2 separate regions of the Capra hircus genome follow, and region 2 is linked to region 1. A link is a contact called in public Hi-C data. All regions are on one chromosome and are shown on one strand. Each heading gives the region's core, a stretch centred on a gene start, on an enhancer-like site or on the middle of the called end of the contact. The rest is flanking DNA. Distances are from core to core; before and after follow the strand shown.

Region 1 (4,035 bases), core at 440-2,939:
TTACTTGTAGTTGAATTTGAGAACTGTCCACTAACTTATGCTCTCTTTTTCCAAAATTTTTGTTGTCAATCTAAGAGTAGAAAATCAAAAGTATATTGGTTTGCAGGTGAAACTTCTCTTGAAATTATTCTATTTAATTACTGGGAAGTTGTTCATCAGTGTAAAATTATGAACAATGAGAGAAGAGAAAATGCCATCAAATTTCCCATTCAGAAGGAATTTCTTTGAGGTTAGATTATTCTTATGTGAGAGAGAGAGAGGAGAGAGAATAAATGACCAACTTAGAATAAGTTCAAACTTAGGTTGGAAAATCAAAAGCCCTTTCTAAATGCCTCTCATAAATAATTATATTAAAATAGCAAAACAAATAGAGTACAAATTTATTTGTTCCCAAATATATACCCTTGAACTTTAGTTATCATGTAGAAAATTATCCATTTGCCATTGGTTGGAAGTTTAAAAGAAAGCTAGTGTATAGAATAGGATGGGTTTTGGCATTGAGTGAGGGCGAGGAGATGGGTCCCTTAATACTGCCTGCAGAGTGTAGCAGCAACTTTCTGAGGTCACATTCTGATTCTGGGTGGCCATCCTTTCCCTCAAGGAGATCCAAGACTCTGGAGGTGTGCCTATTTCATTTCGTAGTGGATGAGACTTACCTTTGCACGACAGACTCTAGTTAAAATCCGCCACCAGCTATTTACACTGGACCTTCAGAGACCTTTGAAACCAGGTACAGTCCTGGCTGTTAAGAACACAGAATAGGGTACTATGTAGCATACATTATGTGAAAACATGACCGTAGTATTCGCTCAGTGGTTTCAGTAAGTTGTTGTCCACTAGACTGTAAGGGTGAGAAACATCTGGAAGGTTCTCAGAAAGTAATGGTTTAGGGGGAAAGAGGATGAGAGTAGGATTACCAGGTTTAGGAGGTAATGAATAAAACATGAGAGGTAGGCTTGGAATCATGAACTTTCGCTGTTGTCTTGGCAGGAGCTGAGGTATAAGAGTGTCCTGGGGCTGCATTGAAGTGAGTTGACCATGGGGAGACGGTTAAGTGACTACACAGGGGAATCACCATTTGAGTTTGGTATCAAGAAACAATCAAAGAAGAAAAGTAAAAAAAAGACAGAAACTTCCGTGGGCAGCCCAGTGGTTAACACTGAATTTCCAATGCAGGGGCGCAGATTCAATCCCTTGTGAGGGAACTGAAATCCCACAGGCTGCGGGGTGTGGCCTAAAAAATTAAAAATTAAAAAGAGAAAAGAAAACATCAAAGTAATTTAGCCAGAGAATCCCATTTGCAGGGTGTGTCTGTGTGTTAACTCTTCATAGCTGAGGATACTCTGTTGGATGGTTACAGATACCACTTCCAACATTCCTCATGTCTGGGCTTTGTTCTCCTGTCAACCAAACATGAGACCTCAGGCAATTCCTCGACCTCTGATTCTATCACAATGTGATAAGGTCCTGTGTCCCAAGCCCCAGGGTTTGTTTTATCTGTAACCCGATGCCGTCCTTTGGTCCCTAACCTGTTAACTGGACTGACCATCACGGTGCAGAAGGTGCTGGTGAGAAGAGATGGTTCACTTCCCCTCGAGGACAGTGGACAAGCTCAAAGAGAGGTCAGACCACAAGGGGAAATCCAGCCAGCCCCTGGGGGCACGGGGAAGGGTGTGCTGACAGCAGACTTCTGGAAGGAGGGCAGGAGGGGCCACCAGTGGTTCCGCTGCAGTCACGGAACCGGGGCTGGGGCAGAACGGGGAGGAGAGAGGTGATGGAGCAGCATCAGGCATGCAGAACGACTTAGCCGAGTAATTAGAAGGGAAATGTCTTGTTATCGTTTTTGATTTTATGAGTATGTATATGTGTGTGTGAGAGAGAGGAGAATGTGTTATGTTTTAAACAAGAGAGATAGGTGATATTTACTTTTGTTTCTGGTAAGATCTTTTCTGTGATCATAAGAAATTCACATGACGGGAAGTGGAGTGGTGGTGCTGGACCTCATTCGCAGTTTCAAAGAGTGGAAGAGGGACGTCTGGAGAGCCATTCTCTTCTTTAAAAAAATTTAGTTTTCTTTTATTTTGATTTTGATTTTTGATGCAACATGTGGGATCATAGTTCTCTGCTGCTACTGCTGCTGCTGCTAAGTCACTTCAGTCATGTCTGACTCTGTGTGACCCCATAGACGGCAGCCCACCAGGCTCCGACGTCCCTGGGATTCTCCAGGCAAGAACACTGGAGTGGCTTGCCATTTCCTTCTCCAATGCATGAAAGTGAAAAGTGAAAGTGAAGTCGCTCAGTCGTGTCTGACTCTTAGCGACTCCATGGACTGCAGCCTACGAGGCTCCTCCGTCCGTGGGATTTTCCAGGCAAAAGCACTGGAGTGGGGTGCCATTGCCTTTTTTGCTTTTCCCTCATAGGTTATCACAAAATATTGGAGTTCCCCATGCTTCACAGTAGGTCCTTGTTGTTTACCTAATTATATGTATATTATACATATATATATAGAGAGAGAGCCATTCTCTTAATAAGAGAGGTAAATGCTCGTCGCAGTAAGATCAGAGGTCCTACATGACTGATGTCATCTGGACCTTGTTACACAGGTCTGGCTGTTTCTAATCTAAGCATATCATTCTTCATTGTGTTAAGTATAACGGACCATGCTGCAGTGGAGTGAGGGAACCAGGGGCAGCTGTGCCATAGGGGCCTTTGTGGAAAGTGCTTGGTAATACGAACAGCAGCATTATCAGTTTTGGAGGTACCCTCCTCTTCTCCTTTTGCACTGCCTTTCTTTGGGATTGGAATGAAAAGTGAACTTTTCCAGTCCTGTGGCCATTGCTGAGTTTTCCAAATCTGCTGGCATAGTGAGTGCAGCACTTTCATAGCATCATCTTTCAGGATTTGAAATAGCTCAGCTGGAATTCCATCACCTCCAGTAGCTTTGTTTGTTGTGATGCTTCCTGAAACCTGCTTGACTTCACACTCCAAGATGTCTGACTCTAGGTAAGTGATCCCACCATCGTGGTTTCTGGTCTTTGAGATCTTTTTTGTATAGTTCTTCTGTGTATTCCTGCCACCTCTTCTTAATATCTTCTGCTTCTGTTAGGTCCATACCATTTCTGTCCTTTATTGTGCCCATCTTTGCATGAAATGTTCCCTTGGTATCTCTAGTTCTCTTGGAGAGATCTCTAGTCTTTCCCATTCTGTTCTTTTCCTCTATTTCTTTGCAATGTTCATTTAGGAAGGCTTTCTTATCTCTCCTTTCTATTCTTTGGAACTGTACATTCAGATGGGCATATTTTTCATTCTCCTTTGCCTTTCACTTCTCTTCTTTTCTTAGCTATCTGAAAGGGCTACTCAGACAACCATTTGCCTTGTTGCATTTCTCCTTCTTGGGGATGATTTTGATCATCTCCTCTGTTTATAGTTCTTTAGGCACTCTGTCAGATCTAATCCCTTGAATCTATTTGTAACTTCCATTGTATAATCCCTGGAGGCTCAAATGGTGAAGAATCAGCCTGCAATGCTGGAGACCTGGGTTTGATACCTGGGTTGGGAAAATCCCCTGAAGAAGGGCATGGCAACACACTCCAGTATTCTTGCCTAGAGAATCCCCATAGACAGGGGAGCCTGGTGGGTTACAGTCCATGGGGTCTCAAAGTGTCGGACACGCTGAGCAACTAAGCACAGCGCTGTATAATCATAAGGCATTTGATTTAAGTCATACCTAAATGGCCTAGTGGTTTTCCCTACTTTCTTCAACTTAAGTCTGAATTTTATAATAAGGAGTTCATGATATGAGCCCCAGTCAGCTCCTGATCTTGTTTTTACTGGCTGTGTAGAGCTTCTCTATCTTCAGCTGCAAAGAATATAATCAATCTGATTTTGGTATTGACCATCTGGTGATGTCCATGTGCAGAGTCGTCTCTTGTGTTGTTGGAAGAGGGTGTTTTCTATGACCTAAAGGAAATCAACCCTGAATATTCATTGGAAGGACTGATGATGAAGCTGAAGCTCCAATACTTTGGCCATCTG
Region 2 (4,035 bases), core at 839-3,338, 220 kb after region 1:
ACAGAGAAGCCTGGTCAGCCACAGTCCATGGGGTCGTGAAGAGCTGCACATGACTGAACACACACACATATGTTGTACAAACCCAACTCATTTGAGCTTCACAACTGCTCTGTAACTAAGCAGGATTTTAGTCCCATTAAAAAAAGATTTGATTTCCTAAAAGAAATCAACCCTGAATATTCATTGGAAGGACTAATGCTGAAGCTGAAACTCCAGTACTCTGACCATCTGTTGCAAAGAGCCAACTCATTGGAAAAGGCCTTGATGCTGGGAAAGATGAGGGCAGGAGGAGAAGGGGACAACAGAGGAAGAGATGGTTGGATGGCATTACTGATTCAATGGACATGAGTTTGAGCAAACTCCAGGAGACGATGGACAGGGAAGCCTGGCGTGCTGCAGTCCATGGGGTCACAAAGAATCAGACTCGACTGAACAACTGAACAACAATAAAGAAAGATGGATCATAACGCTGTTAGATGGCTGTACTCCAATATAAAATAAAAAGTTTAAAACTTAAAATAATTTTTAATTATTAAAAATTAAAACTGTGGCTGAAGTAGTCAGGGCCAGGTAGTCAATAAGTGAAAGAGCTGGACCTTGACTCCAAAGTGAAAGTTGCTCAGTCGTGTCCCACACTTCGTCACCCCATGGACTGTATAATTCTCCAGGCCAGAATACTGTAGTGGGTAGCCATTCCCTTCTCCAGGGGATCTTCCCAACCCAGGGATCAAACCCAGGTCTCCCAAATTGTAGGTGGATTTTTTTTTTTTTTTTACCAGTTGAGCCACCAGGGAAGCCCAAGAACATTGGAGTGGGTAGCCTATCCCTTCTCCACCGGATCTTCCCAACCCAGGAGTCGAACTGGGGTCTCCCGCACGGCTGAGCTACTAGGGAAGCATGCCGTTTGCCATTGCTTCCCACCTGTGAAATGTTCCACAATTTGCAGTCCTGGAAGCTGCTAGCTACACGAACCAAAGCTACAATCCTTGGGGCTATTTTCCCCCCTAAACATCTTACTGGGGATTTTCTACTGAAGATCTTCACTAGAATTGGTCTGTGCTGTTACAGAAACTGTCACTTTTGGGGGCGGGTAAAACATGCTGACTGTGAAACGGTAGAGAACAAGGAGGGGGGGTGGGGAAAAGGTAGACTTTGGCGCCATCTTCTGTGAGCTGCTGTTTTTACAAGCCATGCGTGAACGAAGTAAAATCGACAAGAAATTTTGTGTTCTATTCTCTGGTACGCGATCGATTTTGAAAATCTCTTGTAAGAAGAAACACGGAGAACAGACACCTAATAAAACATTAGTTAAATGCTAAGCTTCTCCCCTACTAAAACACTGGTCAAATCTGCTCCCAGATTGAAGTTTTACTATGCTCACTTTCCCCTCCAACCTTCCCCTCAAACACTAATGTCCTGTAGAATAGCAACGGCTAGAGAAGAGAGAAAGGGAAAAAGGCAAAGACTGTGTAAAGCCACGGACGTGGAGAACCTGAGAACTGATTCTAGACGCAAAGCTAGCGAAACTCGCACTCTCAGGGGCAGGAGAGACACGTACTTCCAGCAACTTCTGAAAAACAGGTAACCACAGCAGAACGGAATCAAGGAAAGCCAGGCCAGCTGCCTGCAGCAACAAGCCTCACTCCCAGCATCTTGGCTGGAGAGCCTCTCGCGCTGCTGTCTGGGGCCCGGAGCTGGGATCTCCGGGTCCTTCCTTCGCCGCTGCTCTGGGCGAGTTATCTCCGCGGAGCCGGACCTGGCAGCTTCATTTCACACCGAGGAGCAGCTTCAGACAAGCTCAGGATACTTTTCTCCTTTTCCTCTCTTGAGCTTAACTTCATTCACGTTTATTTTCAACGACTTATTTGTAGGACACCGATCATCACCGCCCCCTACCTTCCACCCCGGAAGACTAAACCTATTTTCCCAGTGATATTACCCGGTACTTGCGCATTGTTTGATGCTTTTCAAAGGCCGTCAAGGTGTCAGCTCACAGCACCCCGCGAGGTGGGCAGGAAGGTGCTGCTCTGCTCCTGCTGCCACGCGGGAGAAACCGAGGCTCCGAGAGGACGGAGTGCGTGGTCCGGACGCCGCCGAGCCATCGCCCACGGTGCCTCGTGGGGACCCAGCGGCTTGTGCGGTGTGGAGTGGAGACAGGGCCACTGTACCAAGCCTGGGTGACCTGCTCTTACCGCCACCCCCTACCCCAGGCTGCCGGAGCCGGTGCTCGTGGAGCGGGAGGCAGGCAGGGAGGGAGGAGATCCGGGAGAACCTGCTGAGAACACCTGAGTTGAGCGCGGGATGGATTCACCGACACGGGCTGATGGTTGAGCACCTTCCAGGAGCTGCTGCTCCGGGAACCCAAAGCTGGGCCCCGTGCTGTCCTAGGGGCTTTCGGTTACTTGGGGGCACAAAATGGTTACAAATAACCGTGATACAAAGCAGAAAGCCGTCATTATCGTAAGAGAAGAGGTTTTCTTTCCGCTGGGAGCTGGGCCGGGGTGGGGGCGGGGTGGCGGCAGGGGAAGATGGGGGCAGGGGTAGAACCAGGAGTGGGGTTAACGGGGGGCCTGGAAATGTGTGAGGGATGGTGTGAGATCAGACGCACACACTCAACCACACTCGCATATACTCACGCGCCCTGACAGAGGCACCCTCCGCGCCTGGCCCAACCAGGGGCCAGCTCCACGTAAAACCCTATGGAGCAAGTCACAGAGGTATTAATGAGGCTGAAATTCATGAAGATTTTCTCCACAACTGACGATGGCAAAGGCCTTTCTCGCTTCACTTTTTCACACTGTGGATCTGTTTTGGCTTTGCTGGAACCGTGTGTGATGGACTGTAGCCAGTCAGGCTCCTCTGTCCGCCGGATTCTCCAGGCCAGAATACTGGAGTGGGTTGCCATTCCCTTCTCCAGGGGATCTTCCCGACCCAGGGATCGAACCCGAGCCTCTTGTGTATCCTGCATTGGCAGGTGGGTTCTTTACCATAAGGCCACCTGGGAAGCTTGCTGAGACCAGGCTGTGCAAAGTGTCACTGGCTTGGGCCAATGAGGCAGCTTGGCCTGGGTTCTGGAACCAAGGGGCCTGGTGGTGAATTACAGGCCTGCGAGCTATTTCTGTTTGCCGGGGCCTCCAGAGGTTCCTGGAGATGGGAGAGTGATCACTGAAATTGATCCACGGTGGAGTGTGTGCATCTGGGCAGCAGGAACTCTCCATCAAGGGGACACTATGCCTGTGACGTGTGTGTCACTCTCTCCCCTCACGCCCCTTTCTCCCCTCCCCCATGGCATGACTGCTTAAGGAGCTTGGCAGGTGGAGCAGGTTCCTGAAAACGCCTGTGGCAATTCCTCTTGGGTGTTTAGAACACAGGAAGCAAGGAAGTGATTTCAGGTGTTCAAAAGTGAACTGCAGTTTCCATTTAGATGTTAAAAGCATCACCAAGATCCAAGATAGGTTCTGTCAGTGGGAGAAAGCAAAATCCTACCTTCCTTGGCCTGTAAAATTTCTACCTAATAGTATCAAGATGGCAGTGAGGTAGTTCCCTGGAGGTCTGGTGATGAGGACTCTATGCTTTCACTGCCAAGGGCACATGTTCAATTCCCAGTCAGAGAACTAAGAGCGCACAGGAAAAAAAAAAAAAAATCCTAATTAAAAAAAAAAAAAGATTTTTATCTGGGCCTCAAGCCAGGGGCCCCTAAATAGATCATGTGGGGATCCATTGCTGCGAGTACAGTGCTCGTCCCCAAAGTGTACTTTGGGGTTTTCTTGGATTCCTCTGTGGATATTAGTTTGAGAACAGGAGGCTGGTCTCTCAATGGAGATTTTTATTCTTGTTCTTCACTTCTGTTTTCAATCCATAAATTGGATCAGAAGTAGAATTCAGATTTGTTCATTCATTTGACATTTTTTAACACTTACCCGGAGCATGCCTTATCTTAAGCATTAGAAATGTAATATGCATTTAGAACCTGGTCCCAGGCCTATGGGATTAGTTACATCCTAAAAGCGTATTTGACATGAATCAAGGACTCGT

The links. A called contact is a pair of places that touch in the nucleus more often than the background predicts.
Region 2: a Hi-C map of blood shows a contact between it and region 1, with 12 times the contacts expected there. The contact joins two enhancer-like sites. A contact is called at or near these places in 3 of 5 Hi-C or Micro-C datasets (all in blood).

What each region holds. Positions count from the first base shown.
Region 1 is chr28:36,332,667-36,336,701 of ARS1.2, forward strand. No RefSeq gene overlaps it. Among named protein-coding and RNA genes, the nearest start is that of EDARADD, 36 kb to the left of the region's middle. Within about 2 kb of position 1,690, at least 1 of the 5 cell types and tissues checked has an H3K27ac peak or open chromatin away from gene starts, as enhancers often do.
Region 2 is chr28:36,555,078-36,559,112 of ARS1.2, forward strand. No RefSeq gene overlaps it. Among named protein-coding and RNA genes, the nearest start is that of GPR137B, 26 kb to the left of the region's middle. Within about 2 kb of position 2,089, at least 1 of the 5 cell types and tissues checked has an H3K27ac peak or open chromatin away from gene starts, as enhancers often do.